Regions from separate parts of the Pan troglodytes genome. Here region 1 is linked to region 2. Evidence: chromatin contacts called from public Hi-C data. All regions are on one chromosome and are shown on one strand. The core of a region is the stretch at or near the end of the contact, and the rest is flanking DNA. Distances in the headings are between cores, read along the strand shown.

Region 1 (2,700 bases), core at 135-2,634, 170 kb before region 2:
ACTGGCATCTGTTGGAGTCTCTGCTTTCAATACTTATGGGATATACCTAGCAGTGAAATTGCTGGATTATAAGGTAATTGTATGTTTAACTTTTTAGGAACTGACAAACTTTTTCACAGAGCTACATCATTTTACATTCCCACCAGTATATAGCATTAGTTTTAAACATGGCAGGCTTTTAAAATAAATCAAGCCTAAACTGGTAATATGTAGCAAAACTAAGAGTCCTGCAACAGTTTGCTGACAAGTTGCTGATATCAACACTCTTAACATATCATCTCCTAGACTAATGCAGTGTTTCTCAACATAGACAGCTGAGACTCCCATAGTAATCATCTATGGAGCTTGTTACATCAGAAGGGCCCTGGACCCCACCTTGTATATGTTGATTCAGCATCTCTGGAAATGGAGCCCCCAAATCAACATTACAAATGCTAAAGCATGAGACTCACCAACCCTAGATTGCTGAGTTCTTGAAGGTAGGGGAAATATCTTAGTCATCATTGTGTCCCTCAAGGCCAAACATACAACAGATATTTAACAAGTGTATACTTAAATTAACTAATACTGTAATCTAAAGCCTACCTGTTTAGTTGTTAAGTACCATATTCAATAAAATTAAACTCAATCACTAGACAACTAGGGAATCTGTAATTAAGGTGTGTAGCATACCTTTCATTTGCATAAAACACATATCTTACCAGCTGTGTTCTATCATGCCCTTTGATGTTGCTAAGGATCTTTACACTATATGTAATTTTCAGCTCAGAACATCACGCTTTGAGGCAGGGTTAAAAAAAAAAGATATGGACTTGGAATTAGAAGAACTGTCTCTGTGTGACCTCTAAGACCAATATCTAGGAATCAAGTTTATAACTTGGAAACATTGAAAACATTTTGTAATTCTACCAACTTCATTGTTTGGCTGAAGCAAATGATACTATGTGTAACAAAGCCTGCTGTAGAAACGTGGTCTCACAAAAAACAAACAAAAAAAAACCATGTTTCCAAGTCTTCCTAAAGACTTTAAGTATCCAGCTGTGTAAGTTTAGTGCTCTAAGGTATACGCAAATGAGCAGATGAGAATGGAAACATATCGCTGAAAATTATTAAGTGCATGCACAACATTTATTCATTCATTCACTCATTCATTCATCACGCACATCCAGCATCTATATCAATATCCTGCAGGGCACTGTGTGGAAAACAGTGGTTAAATAAATTTAAATCTGCCCTCAGGGGATTTAGTTCCTTTTAGTATATTAATAACTAGCAAGCTGCCCCTCTTCATGTCAAAGTTTTACGTCAACAAAATAAGCGGTAGGGGATCACCTTAAACGTCACGGGTGCTGTCTCTTTAAAACGTAATAGAACTCTGATCGCATCGATCACAGGCTCACAACGCCCTTCCATTCATCGCTCTTATTCCCGTCCTGGTTACTACCCCACTTCCTGACATCAAACCAGGGAGAACGCGAGTGTTACTTAACATGGCTTGGTGTGTGGCCACAGCTGACCCGGCGCATACCTCCCGTCCTCTCTTTACAGGGCTGGCGGTGTCTCGGGGCTCGGCTGGCCATGCCTGGAGCGCGGGGTTTGACTGGGCCGCCGTTGTTGTAGTGACCGGGAGGCGCTGCCGCTCTGGGCAGACGGTTCCGGGAGCCGCACGGTCCCCTCTCCTTCCCCATCCCCTCCCCTCCCCTCTCCGGGTTCCCCCACCCACAGGAGCCTTGGGCCGACCACTCCCCCGATGGCCTCAGCCACGGTAAGGACGGGTTGGAGGTGGGGGGTCCCTCCCTGGAGCCTGTCCCGCGGGCTGCGGGGCCAGGTCCGGGCCGAAGCCGCACCTGGCGGGAGATGGAGGCAGGTGTCCATAGCCGGGTCCTGAGCCCCTCGTCCCGGGGCGTCCGTATCTCACTCTCTGCCATCGGGGCGGACGGAGTGTGGAACCCAGACCCGGCTCCCGGACGCTCTTCCCCGAGTTCCGGAGCTCCGGACTGAGCTGGGCGGCCCCACGGCCCCCAGAATTCTCGGAGGGTTTCCGTGGAGCGCCTGCGTCAGAATCACCTGGGAAGTATTAAAAAAAAAAAGTACCAAAGCCGAGGCGCATCCTCGCACCTGCCTGCCTTGTGCCAGCGGGCGGGGCCCGGGAACGTGCATTTCAAAGGGGCCGCGGTTCCTGCGATGCGCTGGACTCTGGGAAGCGCGAACAGAGCGTTTTGCGGGCTCTGCGGGGAGAGCTGGCGCCGGCGTCTCCCTGTAGCAGGACTGGGCGCCGCGCCCGTGGGTGGGCTGCTGCCTGGCCCCGCCGCCCAGCCAAGCCGCCGCCTGGGTGGCCATTCCCAAGCCGGACTCCGGGGAAGTGGCAGCGTGGATCCCAGCCGCTAGAATTCGAGGTCTGCGGCGGCTTTCAAAACTTGACAACTTTCCTTTCCAGGAGGACCCCGTTCTGGAGCGTTATTTCAAAGGCCACAAAGCTGCGATCACCTCCTTGGACCTCAGCCCCAACGGCAAGCAACTTGGTAAGTCTTATTCTTGTTTTGCTTTTGTAATGAGACAAAACTCCACGGGTCGGAAACCTTTCCTCCTGTCCGGGCAGGGTCCCTAGGAGAACGGCTAAGGGCCTCTATGAGGGTTGAGAGCACCCGGAGACGAGGGCCCAGCGCGGCGGGGCGCAGCTAGGGCCCCCTCTGCCATTCC
Region 2 (2,700 bases), core at 90-2,589:
GGGGGGGCGGGGGGAGAGATACAGATTCCCCCGAACAATGGCTTGTAACTCCCCACGCCGCTGGAGCGGAATACAGTAAAAGCACTGGACTGACCTAAGAGTTTGCTTCTGCACTCTACATTGTTTTAAAGAAAATAAAATGTTATTTTAAGAAAAAAGGTTTTCTTCTGATTTTCTGCACAACCAGACGTTTGTTTGTTTGCTTTAAAATGTTTCAACAAAATCCTGGTTTGTTTCGAAATACGTTGGATTAGCATTTAACACCTCATCGGTCACTAAAGCCCAGTCAGTTCACCAGCCCCAACACAGCCTCGGCTAAAAGAACATCAGAGCAAACAGAGCTGGGCCTTTAAAAGTGGCAAACAAATGCCACACACCGCCTAAAGAAGGGGGGCTGGGGGAGGGGAGGGTTAAGGCGACCTTGGGTCCAAATGAGTTTGAAGGGAATACAAAGAACGAAAAGTCAGCACAAGTTTTCCTAAAGCTAGCTCGCGAACGCAAGCGTCGCGAACAAGGGCTTTTGTGCATGCTAATTGCGCCATTGGTGCGCAAAAGTTCCGACGCGAAGTGTGAACTCTCAACAGAAGGAAACATGAGACAACTGAAGTGCCCTGGTTTATGTGCCCTGCTCCTCCTCCGCTGCCGCCTCCCCTTCTTTCTCCTTCCTCCCGCCGAGCCCGCTGTTGCAGCTTGTTTGCACTGGGGCTTATCCGGAGCGGAAATTCCTTTCCGTTTTTGTGAATGACAAACTCATTAACAATTCATCAACACAACCTGTTCCAGCCGGCCCGTCCCCACGGCAACAGCCCCTTCCGCAGCACGCTCATTGGCTGGTCCGGAGAATGTATCCATTGAGACGCTCGCTGTTTGTATCCATTGAGGAGCTGCCTCGCGCAGGGGGTGTGCGAGGCTGAGTCCAAGAGATAGTGAGCAAATCGAGTCTTAAATAATCCGGGGAGAAAGACGCCCGGGTAGATTTGAGGTGCAGCCTTGGAGGGAGGGATTAGAAGCCGCTAGACTTTTTTTTCTCCCCTCTCAGTAGCACGGAGTCCGAATTAATTGGATTTCATTCACTGGGGAGGAACAAAAACTATCTGGGCAGCTTCATTGAGAGAGATTCATTGACACTAAGAGCCAGCGGCTGCAGCTGGGTGCAGAGAGAACCTCCGGCTTTACTTCTGTCTCGTCTGCCCCAACCGCTAGCCTCGGCTTGGGTAAGGCAAGGCGGAATTAAACCCCGCTCCGAGAGCGGCAGCTTCGCGCGCGGTGCGCTCGGCCTATGCCTGCCCCGAGGGGCGTCTGGTAGGCACCCCGCCCTCTCCCGCAGCTCGACCCCCATGATAGATACGCTCAGACCCGTGCCCTTCGCGTCGGAAATGGCGATCAGCAAGACGGTGGCGTGGCTCAACGAGCAGCTGGAGCTGGGCAACGAGCGGCTGCTGCTGATGGACTGCCGGCCGCAGGAGCTATACGAGTCGTCGCACATCGAGTCGGCCATCAACGTGGCCATCCCGGGCATCATGCTGCGGCGCCTGCAGAAGGGTAACCTGCCGGTGCGCGCGCTCTTCACGCGCGGCGAGGACCGGGACCGCTTCACCCGGCGCTGTGGCACCGACACAGTGGTGCTCTACGATGAGAGCAGCAGCGACTGGAACGAGAATACGGGCGGCGAGTCGGTGCTCGGGCTGCTGCTCAAGAAGCTCAAGGACGAGGGCTGCCGGGCGTTCTACCTGGAAGGTACGCGCCCAGGGAACTCCGCGCGCGGGGCAGGGCTAGGGGCGCAGGGCTGCGGGCGGGGCGCATGGACTGAAAATGCCTCTGCTCCGCTCAGCTGGAGCTTCGGAGCCGCGCTGCTCGCCTAGGGACCGGCAGCCGGCGAGGTAGGGGCCGCGAACCGCGCGTTCCGCACCAGAGAACCGGGCCGGCTCAGAATCCACCCGCTTCCGGCTGCGGGTACCGGCGGTTTCTTTCTAACGGGTTCTGCGCCTTCTTAGCCAGAACATCTTCCACCATCACCCTGTTTTCTATCGTTCGATTTTGAATTAAGGTTTGCAGGACGGGAGAGATTGTTGGGGATGCAAATTGGCACATCTTAGCTCTCAAAATATTCCAAAAAGTTGCCATTTTGTCTATTTCCGGATTTAAGCGAATAAGGGTTCCCTGGCGAGGCGGGCCCGTTCGTTCCATTCCCGATGGTGCACATTTAAAGTGTGTTTCTCTTATATATGGTTCTGTATGTAGGGGGTTCGTAGGATGCTTGTGGTGTTTCTTGCGCCGGGCTGCGGTTCTTACAAGCTGTGAAAACTACTACGGCTTCTCAGGTTACACGATTGCTTTTCTCGTTCTGGCAGGTGGCTTCAGTAAGTTCCAAGCCGAGTTCGCCCTGCATTGCGAGACCAATCTAGACGGCTCGTGTAGCAGCAGCTCGCCGCCGTTGCCAGTGCTGGGGCTCGGGGGCCTGCGGATCAGCTCTGACTCTTCTTCGGACATCGAGTCTGACCTTGACCGAGACCCCAATAGTGCAACAGACTCGGATGGCAGTCCGCTGTCCAACAGCCAGCCTTCCTTCCCAGTGGAGATCTTGCCCTTCCTCTACTTGGGCTGTGCCAAAGACTCCACCAACTTGGACGTGTTGGAGGAATTCGGCATCAAGTACATCTTGAACGTCACCCCCAATTTGCCGAATCTCTTTGAGAACGC

Evidence for each region. A called contact is a pair of places that touch in the nucleus more often than the background predicts.
Region 1: a Hi-C map of induced pluripotent stem cells shows a contact between it and region 2, with 2.4 times the contacts expected there. The contact joins the promoter of POC1B here to the promoter of LOC112205011 in region 2. A contact is called at or near these places in 2 of 7 Hi-C or Micro-C datasets (induced pluripotent stem cells and stem cell-derived neural progenitor cells) and 1 of 1 other capture datasets (stem cell-derived neural stem cells).

What each region holds. Positions count from the first base shown.
Region 1 is chr10:96,341,434-96,344,133 of NHGRI_mPanTro3-v2.0_pri, reverse strand. POC1B (POC1 centriolar protein B) reads left to right here and starts at 1,384. Exons shown (of 14, transcript XR_008538532.2): 1 at 1,384-1,765; 2 at 2,438-2,522. It overlaps LOC104001628, which reads right to left and starts at 2,005. Exons shown (of 4, transcript XM_063785987.1): 1 at 1,848-2,005. The coding sequence starts at 1,875. LOC134807494 (a long non-coding RNA gene) reads right to left here and starts at 1,418. Exons shown (of 3, transcript XR_010148105.1): 1 at 1,333-1,418.
Region 2 is chr10:96,166,667-96,169,366 of NHGRI_mPanTro3-v2.0_pri, reverse strand. LOC112205011 reads right to left here and starts at 1,339. Exons shown (of 4, transcript XM_063786188.1): 1 at 1,177-1,339; 2 at 378-725; 3 at 1-115. The coding sequence starts at 1,339. It overlaps DUSP6 (dual specificity phosphatase 6), which reads left to right and starts at 610. Exons shown (of 3, transcript XM_001165821.8): 1 at 610-1,737; 2 at 2,352-2,700. The coding sequence starts at 1,338.